Linked DNA regions of Rattus norvegicus: regions 1 and 3 are each linked to region 2. Evidence: chromatin contacts called from public Hi-C data. All regions are on one chromosome and are shown on one strand. The core of a region is the stretch at or near the end of the contact, and the rest is flanking DNA. Distances in the headings are between cores, read along the strand shown. Region 1 holds the start of Cpsf6 (cleavage and polyadenylation specific factor 6). Region 2 overlaps Cpm (carboxypeptidase M). Region 3 holds the start of Yeats4 (YEATS domain containing 4).

Region 1 (2,874 bases), core at 218-2,717, 290 kb before region 2:
GAAACTCTTGTTTTTGTCAGCAGTAATTAAAACCCTGTCAAAATTTGCTTTTCTTTTCTAATATTTAAGCCAAAGGCACATTCTTGAAAAACAAAGCAGTAAGGATTTAAGAGTTTCCACTGTTTTTAAGTCTTATATCCCTAGTCATAAATAGAAGGCAAACACAATATAAACCAATGGCATTTTACTAAGGTTCTCACCGGAACCTTGGAATTTGTTAATGTGGTTGGATGTAATTTGAAAAACGTGAATATACGAAATGCAATTTAAAAAAATATATGAGGAGAGTAAAAGGCTAAACAGAGGTTACAAACTCTGGCAATCAACCGTTTCAAGGATATTCATCACCAGACAACAGAACTAGCAAGTTCTGTGTATCCGAGGCCGGTGAGACCGGAAAACGTTACACGTCTCACTTTCTCCAGCCTTTCAAACCGTGAAGCAGAGCCCACAGGGCAAACACTTCGCTTTCAAACTACAGTCACGTCCACAACGACTTGTCAGCTACACTACCGAGTGGCGGCCGGTCTCCGTTTCAGCCTCTCTGATCAGTTAAGCTAGGTACCAGCATCCACCATCTTTTTGTTCTGTCCAACCACCGCGCTTCCAAGTCTTTGGCGATATTTTTTTTCACAAAGGCCAAGGACTGGGCCTCGGAGGCTCTGCAAGTCCTCGACTACCAAGGTGGGCCGCCGTACCGACTTTTAAACGCGATCGGTGGGTCCAAAAGTCAGATGACTTGTTGCAGACGTAACCAAACCTAAGCAGCCATCCCCTAGGGGACCGGTGAGCAAGGACCTGGCGCCACACCGAAATCCGTCGCAAACGCGAGCAGGAGCCCAGGGAGAGCGGGCGCGCGGGATACAAAGGGCTGTGAACGCGGCCTTCCATGAGGCGACCGTGCGCGGACAGAGACACAAAATGGAGCGGCGGGAGGAATCGGAACCCGAAGCGGCAGGCAGGGACGGGATGGAGGCGGCGAGCGCGCGCCCAGCCAGGGCTTCCCCTCAGGCCGGCAGCGGGGGAGGGGGCGCGGCGGCCCGTTCTCCCCGCCCCGCACACGCGGCCTAGCTCGGCGGGAAGCGCCCGCCACCTAGCCAACAATGGGGCGTGAAGCCGTCCTGAGAAAGGAGCGGGCGGCGGCGGCCGCTGCACGGCGACCGGGCCCCGCGCTCCAGAGCCCGCGGCCCGCAAAACGACGCGCGAGAACAAGGGGTGAGGGGACGTCGCGCACGGCGGCGCGGCCCGGAGGCGCCAAGGGCGCACGGTCTGCAGCGAAGCCGGCTCGCGGGCCGCGACGGCCCTGGTCAGCCAAGCGTCCAGGCCGCGGCACCGTCCGCGTTGGCGGCGGAGCCTGGACCCTCACGTACCTGGTTGAACTCTTCCCCCACATCCGCGTAAATGTCTATGTGGTCCACACCGTCCGCCATCTTCCCTCGGCCTCGGCCGCCGCCGCCGCCGCCTCCTGCAGGTCGGCCCGCCGAGGCAGCAGCAGCGGATCTAGCGGTGGGGGCGGGGCGCTCTACGTCACTTCCGAGGGGCGGAGACGAGGGTGCAGCGGCCCGCTGGTGCTGACAGAGGACTCCGCTGAGGGTCCGTGGCGGTTCTGAGGCGCTAACTAGTTCCTTTGTGTGCAGGATTGAGCCGCGGCTGGGGAAGGGCGTGATTTCCCCGCCATCCCGCACGCCATGAAACCCGCTTATTTCCAGAGAATGTCTTTTCAAACTGCATATGTGCGTGCGTGTGCGTGTGCGTGTGTGTGTGTGTGTGTGTGTGTGTGTGTGTGTGTATGTATTCTTATTTTTTCCTACGTTTTTTGCTTCCAAGGTCTCGAGAGATGGGAGCTATGTATACACAATTAAAAACAGAATGTGATGCCCTGGTCAATGTCTTATTTTTGCTTCTTCAGACAACTGAATTTTGTGGTTACCTTGAATTATTTGCATATTGCACGTTTGCATCTCTTATCTTTATGTAGTTGTAAGCATCTTTTCGCTTCTTCCCTCCTCCTCCTTCCTCCCCCATTGCCTTTGCTTTTACCTTTTTTATGTCTGTGGTAGGTTGTCCCCAGGCATCGTTCAGTCTTCTATCCTCATTTTAGAGCACATACAACAGAGTAGATGTATCCTAAATCAACTAACTCCTGGGTTCAGAATGCTGAGCTACAAGCGAAATTAAAAAGGTGGAGTGAAGTCCAAGCAACCCGTTTTACAGATGAGAGAACTAAGGTCTCATAGAACTTAAGTTACTTAACTGGGTTTACATGACTTGTAAAGGTGCACGCCTTTTAACACCGATGATTCAGAGATCTCTATTTCCAACGGTTCCACCCATTTCTTTCCTTCCATTTAAAAACTCAACAGGTCACTCAGCTGCCTGCGTGCTTGATTCAGTGCCCCCCAGCACTCTGAAGGAGAATAGAGAGAATGGAGCCAAATCCTCTTAAAATAGTCCTCTGATCTACTCAGTACCTCTGTTTAGCTACTCCTACCTCCACCCCAACCCTGCCAAACAAATAAGTTAACATTTATTAAGAAAACAAAAACAAAAAACCACCAGATCAGACTGGTCTGAAATCATCAAAAAAACCATCTATGTTTGTAAAAGTTGCAGTCACAGAGACTAACCTCTTAATCTGAATAAACATTTTTTAATTTTTTTATATGTTGGGGTGTTTTGCCTGCATATAGTCTGTGTACTACACATGTGCAGTGACCTGGGAGGACCCAAAAAAGGAGTATCAGTTGACTAAGATGGTATTAGATAGGGTTGTGAACCATCACATGGGTGCTGGGACTCAGACCCTTACCCTGGAAGAGAATCCAGCACTATGGAGCATTGTACAAACAGGAAAACAGGACTTAATGGTGACCA
Region 2 (3,088 bases), core at 176-2,675:
GTTCTTTTGGAATGATAACAAAGCCTCTTTGATCGAGTACATAAAACAGGTGCACCTAGGTTTGTGTCCTCTCACTTCTCCTAAGCTCACACGGTGTGGGTAGAACCTGTGGGTCGAGCATAGACCAAACCTCTGGGGGCTTGCGGCTGGGCCTCGTTTTCTATGCCGGGACGAAGGCTTTGAAGTCTCTGTGTATTATCTATGGCATGTGAGAGACGCTGTGCCCAGCTGTTCATAAGAGAGGATGATTCGTGTTCACTTGATTTGAGGGTGTAAAAGCCCAGGGTGCCTCCAATTTGATGTATTGAATGATATGTAAATCTGGCAAAAGATCAGGAAAAACCGGACGTACTCTTGCAATATCTCCAATTAGAAGCCTAGTTGGAGCCCCCTACAGGGCACTGCAGGTAAAGGCGCCTGCGCCAAACCCGGTGACCTGAGTTCATCCAGGGAGCACACAGGGTGGAAGGACAGACTGACTCCTGCAAACTATCCTCTGACCTCCAAACTCTTACGCCATAGAGCACGGATGCCTCCTCAAGACAACAAATACATCAATAAATAAGCAAATGGGAAAATTTGAAAAGAAAACCAAGTGGTTGCTGGCACCTTCATAACTTTATAAACAAATCATCGGCTCTCCCCCTCCCCCTTATGTAATCACTGTGCTGGGTCCTCGGCTGTTATTCTAACATTTCGGTTTCCGCTGGCCTTTCCCTGTGAGTCCTGGACTAATTTAACCTTTCCATCATAGCTCTCCCGATACTGATCCTTTAGTGAGTTAACTCTGAATTCTTTTGTGAAGTTCACCCTTCATTACTGTCATCAAGGACGTGCCGCCCTCTTCGTCATCTTTTAATGTAGCCGTCTCGATGATCCTCAAAGCGCTGAATCAGGGCCGGTTTTGCATGCCAGGTTTACTTGGGTTTGAGTATGTGGAAGCTGTGCGGGCTGGCAAACAATAGCATAAGTAAGAAATAATAGTAATAATAAGTAAGACATAATAGCATAAATATTGTTAGCATCAGTGCATTGAATTTAATTAGGCCATATCCATTTAATTAGGCTGTATCAGGAACATCTTTCCATCTGCCTGTCCCTGTAATCTGATGTAAACTCATTTAACGGTAGATTTATTAGCACGCCAATCCTGCCCCCTTGTGGCTTAAGGTGGGAATATTTTTCTGACTTAAAAAATGAAACTATTTCAAAATATCAATGTGGGTGTTACTACTTAATAGAAACTCTCCTCCACATTAGTGCCCTGTCCGTCTTCAGAGAGGACTTCTGTCTTTAGGTGAGAAGGCGAACACTCCTGTGATGGCATTCCCTGGTCTCTGCCACACTGGGCATTCACTGGTAACAGTTCACCACGTGCTAGACTTGTGTGTCTGATGGTGACTCCTCTGGAAGTCTCAGACCTGCCCTATGTGGGAAAGAGAAACCTCCAGGACAGCACAGGGTCTGGTCTGGAGGACAGGAGCCGGTGTTAGCACCTAGCTGTTAGGCCGGTGTCCTTTTGAAAGAAAGCATTAGACTTCTGTGTGATAAAAAGGCAGAGTAAAAGACCCACCCTGCTACACAGCAGCCGGTTCTGTGGCTCCAGAGGGGCTGGTGGGATTCACAGAGGAGTTCACTCTAAACTTGGGCTCTGTAGTATCCATGGCTGTGTTCCAGGATGTACTCTCTTGGGCTGGGAAAGACTATCTTTAGATTCCGAGGCCCAGCTAGCTTGTCTCAACTCTGGGAAGCTGCACGCTATGACAACAGCTGCTGCCCCAGCCTCCCTGGACTCTAAGGCAGATCTGAGCCTAGAGGCTGAGGAAAGGCTCACCGCCCTCACCTGGCCCTAAGAAACTGGGAAGGGACTGAGCTCCAGATTCCAATTGGGCCAAGAGGGAGATCTTTCAATCAGATCCAGAACAGGGTACCGTGTGGTCATCAAGTTTGAAGGAGAATTCTTCAGGGGGCCTGCCCTGGCTCCCACTCTGAATGGTGACCAAAAAACGCTCCATTTTTTTCCCACGGAGCGTTCAGTGTATCTCCGAGGGAGGGTTGCACCTTCCGACTGAGACGAGAGTTTCACCGTCTTTGCTTACTAGCTGGTGTTTCCCCCCCAATGTTGGCCGTTCCCTCTCCTGCTACAGCAGCTCTTTCTGAACCTTTGGATCTAGTGGTCTCTTTTCAGTGCCTGACTTCAGCACCCTGAATACGTGTAAGGACAAATATAAGTGAGACTTGGATGAGAAAGACAAAAGGAGAGGGGAAAAAACGTCAGGAAGATGTGTTTGCAGAGTTGGCCTCCATAGATAAAATGGAGAGGAAAGATGGCCTTTATAACCCACTCCTCGCCAGCTGAGGGAGGAAGTGAACCAGAAAGGGGGGGCACATAGGTCAGGGAGCCACTTCATACTTGAGATAAAGCTACTTTGTTGCTAATATGAAACCCTTCATTTTTCCTCTCTGTCTTTTTTAGAGGACACTGTTTATTGTTTTCCTGGCGTTTTTCTTTCATGACAAACAGTGGCTGAGTGTAGCTATTTGGAGATTGTTACCATTGGGTTTTATTTTGTTTTTTCATTCATGCCGTTAGGCATAAGTGACGTCACCTTCAGATAATCCGATTTGTCACTGGAGGGAACAAACTGGAATTGTGGCTGGTGTAGTCAGGGGAGGGAATTTCCCCGGGATGTGGGAAGTCCTAGGTTCGATCCCTGGCATTGTGAACACTGAAGTCTTGAGGTTGGCAAGTCTAACACAGGCTTTAGTGTGGATTCCAGAGATTGCTGTGGATCTCATATCTGGCTATGTAGTTGGCTATAAAATTAAGGAGGTTATTTAAGGGATGGATTTGATCCTTTGAACCATCAAAAAAAGAGAAGAAAGTTACTTTAATCACCCAAAGCCTTACTCTTCACATTTGCAATGTTTTGTTTTGTTTTGATGTCTTGGGGATTGAACCCAGACCTATGTGTATGGTGCTCAATGCTAAACAGTAATTCTACTACTTAGTGCCACCTCAGCCCTGTGAGGCTCTGATAACATTGTCATCTTGCAGAGTTGGTGTAAGGATTCATTGAGAACATGC
Region 3 (2,917 bases), core at 347-2,846, 410 kb before region 2:
GAGATTCTCTTCCTTCCACCACATGGGTCCTGAGGCCTGAACAAGGTCATCAGGTTTGGTGGCAAGTGCCTTTTACCTGCTGAGTGAGCTGTCCCATGGCTGGAAAGATGGCCTGAAATGTTCTACTCTAAATCACCATGTAAAAGCACGAGTATTTGGTGAAAGGAAAAGAAAATGCCTTCACAAACCTAAAAGCTAGGCTACTGAGTTCAAGCTGCCATTTTAACTGGCTCTGCTTGCCGGTAAAGGCTTTTAAATTAGCCTATGGCAGTGTTTACCAAAGTGCAGCACAAAACCCAAGGACAGTTTATGAGAAAATTTCAGGGCAAGCATTTCCCACTGCTATCACTACTATGTATAGCACAGTTTGGGTATGAAGTAGCTCCCCAAAGGCTTAGGGCTGCTCCCTAGCTGGTGGCACTGAGAGGAGACAGGACTGTGGAAGCACTAACCATGAGTTAGTACTCGGATCAGCTCATTGAAGAATGGCCTAGGAGGAGGTGAGGACAGGGGAGCACACAGGCCACCTAGGTTGGGTCTCTCAAGGGCCAATCTTGTTCTTGCCTCACCCCCGACCCCACCCCAGCTACCAAGGAGGAAACTCATTTGAGGATTACAGGCCTAACTTTCTCAAATTATCCTAGACTAAAAACCGCAAACTTCTAGACTTAGCATGTGCAAGTAGAGAAAAGTTTTCACATTAACCCTTTGCTCTGTAATCACTTCCCACCAGCCGGACACCTTACCTAAAAGCTTGGTCAAATGCACAGCTCTACAAAGCCTCTTACTCTAACATGGACTTTTACCTGGCATTTCTTTCTCCTATTGCACATCAGGGCTTTAAGGTTTTCGAGGATTTTTCATCTTATGTTTACCGTTAAGACAGCTATGGATGTATAGACACTAGGATTAAGATAATCATGACACTGACAAAGATTTTAAAAATGAAGTAGATTGGTGTAAAAATGATTTAAGAAAAAAATTCCTTTCTGTGGTGAGATCTGTAAGTAGGAGTTAAAAGGGGCGCTGGGAGAGCATCAGGAACCAGTGCCTTAAAAAGTAACCAGTGGATGTAGGAAGGTGGAAGGGGGCGACCTGGAGAGATGGCACACTGGGAAAAGACGCCTGCAACACAGGCTGGAGAGGCAGGGACTACTCCAAAGACACACCCATATGGTGACAGCAGACAACCAACTTCTGCAAGTTGTCCTCTGACCTCCACCCCTATTAATAATACATGTACAATGCTTAAATGTGAGGGAACAGGATGTCACAACGTCCAGCATTATACTGGGACTCTATGACAACCTTCACTGAACACGAAAGATGCTAAGCGCTCTTTGATGACTTTACTAGCACGGGGCTTCAGGAATGACAAGGCTACCCAGGAGCCACAGTTACCTGGTCAAGTAAGGACGCCCTAGCCAACCCGGAACCTTTGTTTTTGGCGGGACGGGAGGCGGTGACGGGGACCAATGAGCGCCGAGCTTCCGCTCTGCGCGCCGCGGCTGCGCACTGACCTTCACTCTCCCGCCGGAGTCAGGCCCAAATTCCGCCATTCTCTTGAACATATTGTCCCAGGGAAGGAGCCGCGGCCGCCAGGGAAAGAGCTCAGGCCGGCGGCCTCGTCGCTCCCCTCACAGGCCCGCTCCTCCCGCGCAAGCCCGGGCCGAGGGGTTCAGGCCGGAGGAGGGCGGGTCACCTGGGCTTGCGGCGCCGAACAGCCACCTCCTCCACACCCTCCGCGTCGGGGTCGGCCATTCAGCCCCGCGGTGGGCGAGCGGAGCGGAAGCGGGGATGGGGGCGGCGCATGCGCAACGGTTTTGGGCAGCTACGGCGCACGCGCGAGGCTGCTGCCTTCCGGGCGAGAGCTAGTTGAGCAGTTGTAGAGAGAACCGACCGAATGGGGAGATGGGAATAGTTTTAGGAAGAATTCCAGAAGTTAAGGATAGGGGAGCACCCAGCACCAAAATAGTGAACTTTTGTAACTTTAGGGTTGAGATAATCCTACGCACTTCAAGATTATAGACTCGAATCAAAGCTTCAGATAACTGGGTGTGGGGCTGCTAATACTGTTGACATGAGTTCGATTCCCAAGGCCAATATGATGGAACTAGAGAAAAGACTGCTGTCCCCTTCCCCTCCTCATGGCTCAATCTATTTTGCTGGCCATGTTCAGTCTGACTCTTCCAGATACCTTGGGCTGTTTTCTCCTCGGGCTGTTTTCTCCCTCATATCTACAGTAAAAACCTAAACCATATCTAAGAGGGATCTTGTCCTTATCTTCATTCACCATTCTTCTCTTTCATCCCCATCCCCAGTTGGAACCCTTATTTCCAACAAGCCTCCCTCCTACTTTCATGTCCTCTTAATTTGTGACTTATTGGGTTTAATTGGTGTTTCCTGTCCTACCATGGATATTGGATTCTTTACTGGAGCAAGAGAAGTTCAGTGGCTCCTAAACAAAACGGCATCTCTTTCCCAAACAGTCATGAATTGTCAATAGTACCTCGGGAAAGGGTGAAACCCATGGGCCCCTTTCCCCTATCCATGATGAAATATTAACATGCCATTCTTAGGTCTTATGAAGATACCTGCAGCTCCAGTAAGTTCAGGAGTGCAATGGTCTTGTCATGGCCAGAAGGTGTCGTTTTGCTGCATGTCTCCCACTATTTGGCTCTTTATATCCCCTTTACTGAAATACTCCCCAACCTTGGAAGGATACAACTGTCCCATATAGTGTTAAGCACACCAGCATCTCCTATTTCCAGTACTTTGGCTAGTTTTGAGTTTCTGTATTAACCACTGCTCATTGCAATAAACTTCCCTGATGAAGGCTGGGCACAGCACTAATCAATGAGACTAATCAAGAGATTGAGAAGCAAATTTGACAGCATGGTCAATCAATTTTTGCTAA

What was found. A called contact is a pair of places that touch in the nucleus more often than the background predicts.
Region 1: a contact with region 2 is called in a Hi-C map of Schwann cells, with 4 times the contacts expected there. The contact joins the promoter of Cpsf6 here to the enhancer-like site in region 2. A contact is called at or near these places in 4 of 12 Hi-C or Micro-C datasets (the A7r5 cell line, Schwann cells, frontal cortex and 1 more) and 1 of 1 datasets of contacts at active chromatin or transcription factors (oligodendrocytes).
Region 3: a Hi-C map of Schwann cells shows a contact between it and region 2, with 12 times the contacts expected there. The contact joins the promoter of Yeats4 here to the enhancer-like site in region 2. A contact is called at or near these places in 2 of 12 Hi-C or Micro-C datasets (Schwann cells and frontal cortex).

Annotation. Positions count from the first base shown.
Region 1 is chr7:54,872,531-54,875,404 of GRCr8, forward strand. It overlaps Cpsf6 (cleavage and polyadenylation specific factor 6), which reads right to left and starts at 1,468. Exons shown (of 10, transcript NM_001106785.1): 1 at 1,371-1,468. The coding sequence starts at 1,430.
Region 2 is chr7:55,160,591-55,163,678 of GRCr8, forward strand. It overlaps Cpm (carboxypeptidase M), which reads left to right. Exons shown (of 9, transcript NM_001108098.1): 7 at 1-59. Among named protein-coding and RNA genes, the nearest start is that of Mdm2, 39 kb to the right of the region's middle. Within about 2 kb of position 1,426, at least 17 of the 93 cell types and tissues checked have an H3K27ac peak or open chromatin away from gene starts, as enhancers often do. A contact at or near this core is called in Schwann cells, where this site is marked.
Region 3 is chr7:54,749,765-54,752,681 of GRCr8, forward strand. Yeats4 (YEATS domain containing 4) reads right to left here and starts at 1,597. Exons shown (of 7, transcript NM_001127527.2): 1 at 1,521-1,597. The coding sequence starts at 1,571.